Regions from separate parts of the Oryza sativa genome. Here region 1 is linked to region 2. A link is a contact called in public HiCAR-type data. All regions are on one chromosome and are shown on one strand. The core of a region is the stretch at or near the end of the contact, and the rest is flanking DNA. Distances in the headings are between cores, read along the strand shown. Region 1 holds the start of LOC4329091 (eukaryotic translation initiation factor 1A). Region 2 holds the start of LOC4329084 (L-type lectin-domain containing receptor kinase SIT2-like).

Region 1 (6,727 bases), core at 3,036-5,535, 140 kb before region 2:
TAAATTCGACCTACACATCGAGAAAAAAAAGAAGATTTCATACGAGAACAATACACTACTATTCATACGCTAAATTTATCTTTTTTATTTCTCGGCGCGTGAGTTGAGTTTTGACCTAAGATTTTATAAAGTTGTATAGATATGTTGTATGAGTGTTCTTATTTTTTTTAGAATTTTTTGTAACCGTTTGAATGATTTTTAAGAAAACGAGCAAACATCCTTTAAGGAGATAAAAATAGTTTCCTATATACCGGTAGGATTAGGCGCCAACAAAGGCATTTGATGCAGAGATGCCACTCTGCACAGCTCACCGGACAAAAAACATCCAACACATGTCAGCAAACATGAGAATGTTTTAAAGGTAGCAATGACAGAAAAAAGAACAAAAAAGATGCATGTGTGGCTCCCATTATCTTCAAATTGCAAGAAGAATCATCCACTCCCGAGTCATCTCCAACACGGAAAAATATAATCAGAACAAAGAAATTTGCTTCTGCAATCAGCTCGACAAATAATTGCAATCGTACAACATGTTGATAGGCTTTTGGACCCTAATCTAAAGCAGAACAATTGGCAAGTATTAGAAGGCCAATAATTTCAGAGAATAAAACAGAAAAGGAGTTTCGAAGCAATTCAGCAAGAAAGTGGTAGGGCATTAAGCAAGCCCTTCACTTTATACTCAAACATGATTAATTGGTAATTTGGTTGCAAGCAACGGCAGGTTTTTTGTTAGAGCAGATTTTCTTCAAGAATTGGGGGGAAAAATAGACCATAATATTTAATTAGCTAGAAAAGAAACAGTCACAGCTGATTTTGGCAAAGCATGAAATACTTTTTTATTTCGCCGGGGAAGGCCGAAGGGGGCCATCCGAGTAAATTAAGAAGGAATAAAGTTATAAGAAAAAGTCGACAGAAGCTGTTGAGGGCGGAAGTGCACCAAAGTGCACAACCAAGAACCACGTGCTAACCACGCAAGAACAAACCATTGAGAGAGGAACCTAGAACCAAAACGACCCCCGCTATGCGTGGCCGATCGTCACCGGGCCTATGACAACACTACAAAAGACGAGACTCTGAAAACGATGCCCCAAAGGAGGTCACGACATCAAGGATGCTGCCATCGCCATCGCCCATCTAAAAGATGTGGTTTTCACCCAGAGAAACTCCCCAAGGAGGAGAGGAATCCTCAACAGCGCCCCAAGGGGGGTTGCGACGCCAAAGGCGTTGCCGTTGCCGGCCCGATGAACCACCATGCGAGGCTTTCGCCTGGAGCCCCTACAACCTTGCTTTGAAGCTTGTTGCCCATTAGCTCAGAAACCACCGCACCGGCAATGGCAGCACGAGGTCTCCACCCCACCGCACTGGCACCCCTCCGCCGACCGACTTTCACACATGCTGCTACACCCTGCCGCCACCCCTGGAAGCTGGCCCAGGCCTCTTCTGTCCCGCCACCTGCCAGCCCCCTCACCAATTTTGGCCAAAGGAGAACCCGCGACTGGACGACGTCGTGCCGATGGCCTGAGCTATCCCCGTTAACCGGCTGCCGCCTCAATCTAACTTAGAAACTCCCCGCAAAGAAGGGGAGGAGCTCCAGGAAGGGTGAGGGTGCCCATCAGCAATGAGGAAAACAACCCACCGCCGCCAGCTCCTTTTGCACTGCCACCACTCCCTTGCACCTTTGCACTGCCACCACATCGCCAGTGGCGTCAGCGCCGGCGCCACCACCACAGCAGCCGCCGCCTCGGGTCGCCACGCCACCGCAACAGCCTTGCCGCCGAGCCCTCCTCAGCCACACCTCCACCGGGGAGGCCGCTCCACTGCCGGGGAGTCCTTGGCTGCGCCTCCACCACACCATCCCCAGGCCGCCACGCCGTCGCCATCGTGCCGTCGCGCTGCCGCCATGCCTGGGTTGTTGTTGCCGCATTGGCCAGATCTGGGCGCTAGATCCAACCTCAGAGGCACTGGATCCGCCACCTTCCCACGCCGCCCCGCCATCTCCGCCTCCGACGCTGAGGTCGACGTCATCGGCTTGGCCCCATCCTCCTCGCACCGAGGTGGGTCTCCAAGCTTGATTGGCCTCGCCGCTGGCGAGCTTCGGCGGCGGCGAGGTGAAGGAGAGGGCGGGGTTGCAGCGGCGCGGGCGGCTAGGGTTTTGCCCCCCGAGCCACCCGTGCGAGAGCGACACGGGAGGAAGGGGTCTCTTCGAGCACTAGTCCTTTTCTTGAATATCTCACCAAAGCATTAAATACTGCATCTCTACCCTTGCTTCCACACGACAGAGCATTAAATAATTTATTTTACTAATGTAAAAGTGTAGTCGTCCTCCTTCTCTCCCCTCCTCCCATGTGCGCAACGCGTCTGTACGCTTTGCGTGAGTAACCATCATATCCATTGTCTTATCGGCAATCACCCTTTTAGCCCATCCTATTACTACTTAATAATAAAATTAAACCGAGATATCAAAACATGGTTCTACAAACAAGAAAATAACCTAGTTGTATATATCCACTTATTGATACAGAGGATGGGTTTCTATTCATTATTCGAAAAAAGCAAGGAAATAACCAATGGTTCAGAATAAGCATAAGAAAAACTTTCCACCAGATGAAGAGATGCCCAATGCAATCATAATATTCTTATCATCCTGAGCCAATCAAATATATGCCGCAATATTGCATGGAAAACATTTATTTTTTAATATTCCATGATTGTGTCATACTTTGCATCGATTCAACTAGTACTGTTTTTATTGCACCTCTAGCGGGTGAAAAACTGTTCTGTGAGAAATGCACAGGTAAACAAAGTATACTATGGAACGAATACTCCTGCTTTTGTTAGCACGGTAAAAACTCCTAGATAGTACTAAAAGAAAGTGCCCTTCCCATACACTCACCCTAATACTCACCCTAATCAACTAATCACAGGCAGGTGATAAACAACAGCCTTGTTGGTGATTCCAATTGTGGATCATTAATATCGAATAAGGTTCCGAAGATATCTTGACTACAATTAATTACAAACAGAAAAGAAGAACCCACACGAGTAATTAATCTGCATATGACAAATACAATCATGCGGTATGTATACCAGTAGGTCGACGAACATAACGCAGCGACATCTAGGATTCAGGCCAAAAAAATTACGTAGTAAAGATTTGTTGTTTACAGATCAGTTTGAAACATCGATTTCTCCGTTGAGGATCAAAACTATCGAGCATGTTCAGCATACAAACAGAGAGAGCAAACAGCTAGATCAGAGCAATTGAAAATGGGCTACTTTAATGTTTCAAAAGCGTGGAACAGCCTAAGGAGAAAGCACAAGATTGCACAGCGAACAAAGAAAGAAAATCTAAAACATATATATGCGTTCCCGTTGAACTGAATAACACTAATCAGGTAGCAATGAATCAGTCAGAATACTAAATACTGTTAATATATTAGTTCCAGTGCATACAGGCTACAGCCCTAAGTAATGAAAACTGTGTAACAACAGAGACTGATCAGACATGAACCAGAGTAGAACAAAACTAGATGAACCCCATCGCGTAAAGCGAGCAATTCGATTCAATATTTGATTATTGGGCAGAATAATTGCCCCCCGAATCTCTTCCATATATACAGGTCTCTCTCAGGCAGACGACCTCACACATCACACCACCGTGATTATAATATCACACCACACATCACAATAGTAGCAAGTAACAAGAAGCAATTCTTGGATTGTTTCTTTGTACCATTGGACTGATGAAGCAGCAGCAGCAGTGGGTAGATGAGATCAGATCTTGTCGATGTCCTCGTCCTCGAACTGGATGTAGTCGTCGTGGGCGGCGGCGTCGTCCTCGTCGACGACGCCCTCGTTGAGGCGGACGTGGTCGGGGATCTCGCCGTAGGCCTTGAGGAGGCGGGCCTCGTCGTTCATGTACTTGAGGATGACGTCGGCCTTGTCGTCCTGGTAGTCGCGGAGGCCGACGAGGACGATGTCCCCCGCCGCGATCCACACCTTCTTGTGCATCTTCCCGCGGATGTGGCACAGCCGCTTCGTCCCGTCGATGCACTGCGCCTCGCACCGCCCGTTGCCCAGCATCCGCGCCACCTGCGCGTACTCCTGCCCGTCCTCCTTGAACACCAGCTCCCGCTTCTCGTCGTCCGCCTCGTTCTTCCCCCGCTTCCGGTTCTTCCCTCCCTTCCCCTTGTTCTTCGGCATCCTCGACCTCGATCGATCAACAAACACAAGAGATCGATTCGATTCGCTCTCTGCCTCTCTCTCGCTGCTTTTGTTCGTGGGTGGGGAAAGCTGTGGTGGTTTTGGTTTCGTTTATAGAGAAGAAGAGGCCGGGTGGCGGGGGCGGGGTGGGATCTGAGCCGTTGATCTAGGGAGGTCGGAGAGAGTGGACGGTTGGGATTTAGTCTTGGCGGGGTGAGGAGGTCTTTTTGTTTTGCTTGGGCGGACGCGGAACGGAAACGTGGTGGCCACTCTACTGGGGGATAACTGGATAAGCTGGTAAACGCGTCGTTGACTAACGACGAAATTGATCCTAATCTCCTCCGCTTTCGTACCGAGCAAGTTTTAGGCAGCGTTCGGCAGCAGAAAATACAAAAAGAAGAACCCCTCTTTCGCGCGCATATGCTTTCCGAAAAAAAACCACGTTAGGTTTTTAGAAAAAAAACTTCTATAGAAAAGTTGATTTAAAAATTATATTAATCTATCTATTAAATTAAAAATAATTAATATTCAATTAAATATATGCTAGTAATAGCTAATTTTGTTTTATGCATCTTATTAATTCTCTCTCCCCTTTCTCTCAAAACACTCTTATTATACAGTTGTAAACGTACTACTACCATAAGTACAATTTTATAGGAGTATCTGTTTGCACAAATATATTAAGATTTCGAATTGTGTATTACATACTTCAAATTTTACCTGCATTTTAAATTCTGAAAATGGGAAACCAACTTATTGTTCACAACTTCAGCATATGGGCCAAATCCTGGCCTTTGCGCGGATATGGGCTGTTCACTCTGGCTCATATCCCTCGGGGAAAGGACCCAGGTTTGGCCCAGATCAATCAAGGCCAAACTTTGTTTTTCTTTTTTTTTGAGGGCAAAATCCTTCAATCTGTGTTTCTTTACTCGAGGCCTGTTCACTTTAATGTCATTTTCAACCATACTAATTTTTAGTAAAGTTACTAAAAAAATATCTACGTTTAGTTTGTTGTTAAATTTGGTCAATACATATGAAATCCTACCAAAATTATTTTTACAATATTGTTATCTTGCCAAAATTTTAGCATTGCGAAAGGTAAAATCTAATTGGAGAGGCCTCTCCAATTAGTTTTAACCAGAGATACCCCACGTGCTAGTACTTTAGGAGTTTTGGTTGCTATTAATCCATTGAACAAGTAGGGGAAATATTCCTATCATCTATGCTTCAAATAAAATTTTCTCTTAAATTACTCATCCGATTTATAATCCGATTACACCGTTGTGTTCATAATAATTAAATCTTTACAACAAGATCTCACATGATTATATTTTGATGAAAAATCACAAATTACTTTTATGATATGTCTAAATTACTTTTAGGTTTTACTAAGTTACTTCTTAGACATATAAAAGTAAATTCAGTAAAGCCTAAAAGTAATTTACATATATTATAGAAGTAACTTATAACAAAACGAAAACGAAAGTAACTTTAATTAATGCCTTTTTTCATTGAAAAAATTATCATGTATATCTAAAAGTTATTTTTAGATTTGATTAAAATACTTCCTATACATTATAATGCTCTGAGGTGATTACTTTTTTTATTATTATTAGTTAATTCCATAATTTGTGCTGATTAATTTAATTTGTGCTGATAATGTTTTTATCTCTACAATAGATTTATGACATGCTAAAGTTACCTTCATTTTGTTCTAAGTTACTTCTATAATATATGTAAATTACTTTTAGGTTTTACTGAATTTACTTTTATATATCTAAGAAGTAACTTAGTGAAATCTAAAAGTAATTTAGACATATCATAAAAGTAATTTGTGATTTTTCATCAAAATATAATCATGTGAGATCTTGTTGTAAAGATTTAATTGTTACGAACACAACGGTGTAATCGGATCGTAGATCGGATGAGTAGTTTAAGAGAAAATTGTATTTGAAATATAGGTGGATGGTGCCTCTTATAGATAGAGTGGTAGCTGGTTTAGACAAACCAGCTACCACTAGCCGTGTAGTTACGTCCATTGCGAAAACTTGTTAAAGGTTTATTTTAGCTACAATCTAAACATGCCCTTAATTTGCGATTACATGTAACTACGGAATGAACACTTTCGAGTAGTCGGATAAGGCGTACCCGCGGGATCCGTTCCAGGTGGGGAGAGTGAGGGTGCAGCTCAAGAAGAATGATGGTCCACCTGTCAACCCCGAGATTACAACAAGTGAACATCAGTCATCTCTTTTGTTCTTCTCCTTTTTTTCCCCTTTTGTTACATTAAAGAAATGTGGTATGATCTGTTCTTGTAAGTACATTATTACGATAAAATGTCGTGAGAGCTGGTTGTTACTTGTTAGTATGCATTAATCATGATAATTGTGCATAAAAAATACAAATGATAATTCAACTTTTTTGTTGTATGTACATCAGATTATCTGCTACTCCCTCAGTTTCACAATATAAGTCATTTTAGTATTTCCCATATTTATATTGATGTCATTTTAGTATTAAATGT
Region 2 (6,501 bases), core at 1,090-3,589:
CTTCAGCTAAGAATAACTACAATAAACTCTGACCTAATGTGGTGAAAAGAAACAGATTCTACTTATGAACAGAAATGCATCATCTTGCATTGTCATCTCCCAATTGAAAGATTACTAATCGTGCCTAAACTCTTCAACGACGAGTCAAACCCTTGGTTCTGCATGAGTGCTGACAGGCTGAAAGTAAAGCGCATTGGTGACATCTCTGGGAGGGGCATATCTCCGTTGAGGTACTGCACAACTTGTCGCATGGTTGGCCTTACATTAGACATTGGGTGCGAGCACAAGAGCCCTAACTTCAATACTAAACTTGCTTCACTAATGTTAATGTTGCCGTTAAGTCTTGGGTCAATAACAGCAAGGATCTGTTCCTTGCTGCAATTCTCAAACACCCAGTCCGTCAGCAGGAGTCGATGCCCTTCGATGTCTTGCTCGACAGGCCTTCGCCCACTGGTGACCTCAAGGAGAAATGCGCCAAAGGCGAACACGTCGGTAAGAGGGGATGCCTTCCCGGTTAGTGCTAATTCGGGGGCCATATAACCAAAGGTACCTGCAACAACTGTTGTTTGTAGCTCGGTGTCACGGTTGTAGAGCCTTGCGAGCCCGAAATCACCTAGCCGTCCATTCATGTCGTTGTCAAGGAGCACATTGCTTGGTTTGATGTCCCGATGGATAACAATTTGCTCCCACTCCTCGTGAAGATAAAGCAAGCCAGATGCAATACCTTTTATAATCTGGAACCTTTGAGCCCAATTCAGAGTAGGCTTGTCATCATGGCTGTACAAATATTTGTCGAGACTACCATTTGGCATATAGTCGTAGACCAAAAGAAGTTCTTCTTTGAGCCGACAGTAACCAAGCAGTTGTACGAGGTTGCGGTGCCGGAGGCGACCAATGCTTGCTACCTCAGCAACAAACTCCTTTATTCCTTGCCTTGAGTCGTGTGATACCCTCTTCACAGCAACCTCCGAACTAGAAGTAGGAAGCACTCCTTTGTACACCCTCCCGAACCCTCCAATTCCAAGCAAGTTCTTGTTCTTGAACCGTTCTGTTGCCTGAAGCAAATCCTTGTATGACAGTCTATGTGCTCCAAACTCAAGCTCCCAATCTTCACGCAGTTCGACATATCTCTGAAACTTCCTCTTAATCAGTAGAAAAACACCAGCAGCAACGACAATCACAAGCACCACCGAGACTATTGGTAGAGCTATCACCATGGTCTTGGGCGGATAAGACTTCTTGCTTCTTCTGCCAGGTAACTTGGGAAGCTTGTCCATGTCAATGGCCGGAGCTTGCGTGCCCACACCGAAGCTCCAGCCGAGCACGTAGTGTTGCGAGGTCATTGTGCCTATCGACGCTGAGAAGCCCACATATGCTTCATCGGTGATCACTGTTGAGAGGTTGGATCTCGTAGAGACCAATGGCTTCATGGGCTTCTTGATTCCTACCGGAGCAAGCCTCACGTCAATCTGTGTAGCATCGTCGTCATAGTCCACCCATACTTGCATGGCTTTCCCACTAACCAGTGTTAGACTCTTGAACTCACCGGTGTTGTCATCATAGTAGCCGGCATCAGAGGCATTTGAAGACACAAGGCTATTGATGTCGATGCCGACGTGGTTGTCGTCGATGTCGGAGAATTCGGGGCTCTGGATGGTATCAAGCTCAACCGCGAAGATGTGATTTCTGTTGTCGCCGTTGCTTGATCTGTTGAGGAATCCCAGGTATGTGCTGGCGAGCCCGGAGGAGAGGTCCTTGGTTGGGGTGATGACGAGGGCGATGCCATGGCCGCCGACACCAGGGGAGGCAGTGACGATGCCGAACACAAAGGACGCCGAGAAAGACCGCACTGCTGCCTTCTTCTCCCCGCCTTCTGGTGACGACAACTCCTCGAAGCGCAGCGGCGTCGGATGGAATGCGTGGCCTTTAACCTGCGGCTTGCCATTGGTCAGCTCGAGTAGGCCATCTGGTGTGACCATGGCCGTGCCGTCGAGGGTTAGGTCCTTCACTCCGGCAAAGCCGGAGTAGGCAAACTGGTCCCCGCCGTTGCCGTCACCGGCAGCAGCAACGGCTGCTGCAAGATGAACGCCATAGAGGAGGCTACACTGTAGACACAATATGCAAACTGGCTTAACCATATGCTGCATATCTGAATTCTGTGTTATCTCACTAGCTAGCTTCTCTCTAGTGTTAATGGACAATGTATTCTCTCATTAGCTTGTACTTACCAGAATGGTTTATATGAACATGAGCTGAAGGTTTCAGTCCAGCTGCGCAGCTTGTCAGTTGAACTATTCCTGGTGTGATAGTAATGTGGAATCATGGAATTTTTCTTTGAATAATCATCATGCAGGGAAAAGCTAGGTCCTGTGTGTGCTCATCTCCTGGTAGATTAATTCAGAGTTTCAGAATTCAACACTTGGGGCGGCGTCCAACTCTAATTAATGTGTTCTAAGGAAAAATATCTCAAGTGCTGAACAGGACTGGGTGTACCTGACAATTATAGAAGTGTTGATGTAGAAACTTTGTGGAGAAATGGTGCCAAAGTTTGATTAGTTTGGTTTGACCTTGTAGAGAACTCAACGTCCAGTGGCTACTGCCTAGTGAATCCAAGTGAAGATGCACCTGTTATCCAGGCTTTGGTTCAGGGAGAAAAGTTGGGTGTTCTTGCTTGCAAGTTGTTGTGTACCGTCTATACAGTAGACTTTAGTTATTTGATTTGCAGACAATTTAGCTTCGGTTTCATTAACTCAGGCAGCAATTTCAACCTGCATGTCCATTAATTATCTATTTGTAGTGCTTGTTATATCATATGCCATTAATCTTTTTATAGGTAAATAATATCATGCATACGTGTGCCTATTGACTTCTCATTATGCCGTACTATCGTAACTTCGAATAATATAATCTTTTGTTTTCTGAAAATTTAGATGGCCATAATTTTTTTTTAAAAAAACATTTTACTCCTCCTAACTATTTCACCGGAGCACATAACTCCCTAAACTATTTTTTTTTCATTTTACACCCTTAGCTATTGAAGCTATTGAAAAGGGTTCAGCTTCATTCCTACCACTATTTCTCTCTTTTTTCATCTATACAAGTCATAGTTCGCATTAAAAATTTAGGACAATACAGATGCATTCACAACTTACGTATCAACATTGTTTTATTCTTTTTCTCACTTCGCGTAGGATGAAAGCGCATAAGCCCGATTTAAACACCAAAAATTTAAAGTTAAAGCAAACAACCATGAAAACAAATTTCAACTTCGATAATGGTGCTATCTATGTCTAAGAAATTTCAGCTTTAAATACAACTTATATAAATAGTAACAAAAAAGACAAATGTCAATAAGTAGTAAAGTGATCCATTTCAATGGTTTAATAGTTTTAGTGGTAAAAATGAACCAAAAGTAGTACAACAGGTTAAGCGATACATTGAAGGAAATTGCTATGCATATGATCCAAATGTCCGACTCATGTAAGACTGTATTTTAGTGTATATGAACATGCTCTCCTTTGATTGATCTATGGTTACATGTCTCTATTCGTACAACGGGTCATACGTATAGCAGTACTCTACATTGAATTAAGTCAAGGGAGTAAAATGGAATTTTTTTTTCTTTTCATTTTATACTGACATGTCCTTGAAAAAAATATGCTATACTTGCTAAGGGTGTGTTCTAAATAGCTTTTTGGGATGGCTACTTCCCAAATTCATAAACTATGTAAAAAATTTTCTATATAGATGTTTCTTTTTTTAAAAAAAAGTTTATAATAATTAATACTCTATTAATCATGCACTAATAACTTATCTCGTTTTGCATGCCGCCCAGAAATCTCAGTCCAAACGCTGAAACGAATAAGCCCAAGAGAACCATTCATGAGAAAGTTTAGACTTCACTATGTGACAATATTTGAAACAATGCGCTTGTTTGAATTGAAGCCAATTTTTACCCACCCAAAATTTTGGCAACAATGTTTGGTTTCTTTCATAGTTTGAATTCTACATTATTAAATTTGGTAATACCAAAACTTGTCAAGGTAAGTTTTTGACACTACTAAAGTTTTTGGCCAAAAATTGGCTCCAAATCAAACAGGCCCAATATTATCATATAAAGATTAATTCTTTTCATGAGGATAAAAAATCGGATAAGTAGTGAAGATTGTCTTGGTCGTGTAAACACGAAACTGTAAGGAATCTGCTACGTTTGATTCTGAAATTCAGTGAAGTCAAAGATAATCTGGTCAGATGTCCTGCAGGGCTGCTTATGACTTTCTCTGTTAATTGAAAACCACATGAGGAAAGCTCAGACACGTCATTTTCAGGCAACTTTAGAACATTAGCTAGCTTGTGAGGAAAAGGAGAGTAGGAGACTACTATTTCTGTGAAGATAAGAACAGAGTAATGGACAAAATGAAAACCCAGGGACAAGAACAGATGAAGAATTGAAGCTTCTCCCAGATGAAACAACCCACAGGCCCCTTTACATGAGAATGTTCTCACTGTATTACACTGTATATCATCTTAAAACCTCGTATGCAACTAAACACTGTTTAGTTTTGAACATTAACATGTAAACAAAATCTAGATTGAGACATGAATTTTGTAGAGTTTTGCTAGATTCATTACCATATATGTATTGAATCTAGCAAATTAGGGGTTAACTAGCAAAAAAAAAATCAACAGCTAATATATATTTCTCTAAAAAAAACAGCTATCATATATATGGTAGTGATGATATGTATGCCTGAATTTAATTTTAAATATCATCAGGCGAGGGCTCTTTAGAAAAGTTAGAAAAATTGAAGCCGGGATGCAAAGCCGTTGACATGTAGAAAGCAGGGTTTCCCAAGCTACCAGCGATAGGGTTTGATAAAAATTGTTCGAATTTAAACATAGAAAATCCCCAAAAAATTCTAATAATAGTATATGATTTTTAAGATACCTGGCAATAAAATTGTGGAAAATGCTAAGCTAACTCCATATTTTGGCATGATGACGAGGTTTGATCCTTGAAAATCACTCTGTGGACATTATATCGTGCAATGATAGTTGTGGACGACGTAAAGTCCTAATCAATTGGCATTAGTCCTTATCTCTTCACCTCGAAATGCCTAGCGAAAGGCGGCTTCTTGGGCAAAAAAAAAAAGCTTTGACTTTTGGCCCCTTCCCTTCCTTCTCCGGTGGCCACCCAGTCGTCGGCGTCTAGGAGAGGGGGTTCGGCTCCTTTCTCCACTAGTAGATAGGTTTAGGTCTAGTTAGGTCTCTCCCGTTCTTTGTGTAGCTAAAGAGGGTCGCCAATGTTCAACTCTTCTTGTATCAACTTGACGGACATGGTGGACCTCATCAGCGTTCTTGCTGGCATCGTCTTCCTGCCCGGTGAAATGATGGGTTTACCTCCAACACCTTTAGTTGGGAGTTTTGCTGCTTTGCTTAGGTTTGAAGACTTGTCCTCTAGGCTATCAAAGAAAAGGTTGCGCCGACTATTTGCTCCATCTCCTGCGAGTCTCCTACACCTACGGTGGTTGTCTACTTCGTCTCTGACTGTAGCTTTGCAAAAGGTGGCTGATGATTTCTCCTATGGGCTAAGGTGACTTCAACATCCGTCGAGAGGCTCCCTTTGGATATGCTCATTGGCTCTACACATTGCAGCTAACCATGGTTCTTCTGCTCCTGCTGTTGCCATGAGTGAGGATCCAACCATCGCCAATGTGGTCGTTGGAAGGACTTGATTGTTTTTATCTTTTTATGTCCTCCTTTGCATATGTTATAATTGAAGTGTAATTAGCTTATCATTCAGGGGCTTTTATGCAAAACCAGCCGTTCTCAACCTCTTAAGACAGTGGGTCCATTTCAAGCTGTAAGTCTGCAACATTGAGCAACGATAGTATTCCAAATTACTTGTCTCGTGGTAGATTTGTTATAAGTTAAACATTGGTATCTTTCACCATTAGTTCTTTTTAGAAACAATGTAAAAACACATACGTTTATAATGGGTATACACTCACCTCTATAAATATACACATACATCGAGCTTCTCCGAAAAACTAAGCTGACATATCTTAAAATTAACGAAGTCACTACAGATATCTCATTGTCGATGGATACGTCGCCTACCACTGAATAATACGAGCAGTACATGTGTTAAGTCTAATACTTAAATCTGGGTGGGCTGGTTCCACCATAAAGAACTTAACCAGTTGAGCTATACTCACTTCGCTTTGACCATTGATTTTTAAAAATTCATGTAGTTTAATTAATATATTATGAGATATTTCTCGTAATAAATCTAAAAACATAAATACTATAATTAAATAGTATGATGCCAAACTAAATAAATTTCTAAAAATTAATGACCAAAGATAAAAAAATGGCTATGAAGCTAGAACGATGAGTAAGATTGAAGAGTTTGTATTTCTAAGAGAAACTTTGGTACAAAATCTTGGTTTAGACATGTACCGCTCAAGATTAACACTGTTGTTGATATGCTACTCCCTC

What was found. HiCAR-type assays count read pairs that join an accessible place to other places.
Region 1: a contact with region 2 is called in a HiCAR-type map of leaf, with 2.0 times the contacts expected there. The contact joins the promoter of LOC4329091 here to the promoter of LOC4329084 in region 2. A contact is called at or near these places in 3 of 15 Hi-C or Micro-C datasets (all in leaf) and 1 of 4 datasets of contacts at active chromatin or transcription factors (leaf).

The regions. Positions count from the first base shown.
Region 1 is chr2:11,595,312-11,602,038 of ASM3414082v1, reverse strand. It overlaps LOC4329091 (eukaryotic translation initiation factor 1A), which reads right to left and starts at 4,285. Exons shown (of 1, transcript XM_015768147.3): 1 at 3,528-4,285. The coding sequence starts at 4,203. The coding sequence ends at 3,775.
Region 2 is chr2:11,452,774-11,459,274 of ASM3414082v1, reverse strand. LOC4329084 (L-type lectin-domain containing receptor kinase SIT2-like) reads right to left here and starts at 2,339. Exons shown (of 1, transcript XM_015770915.3): 1 at 1-2,339. The coding sequence starts at 2,147. The coding sequence ends at 93. LOC4329083 (a long non-coding RNA gene) reads left to right here. Exons shown (of 3, transcript XR_010739162.1): 3 at 2,575-2,813.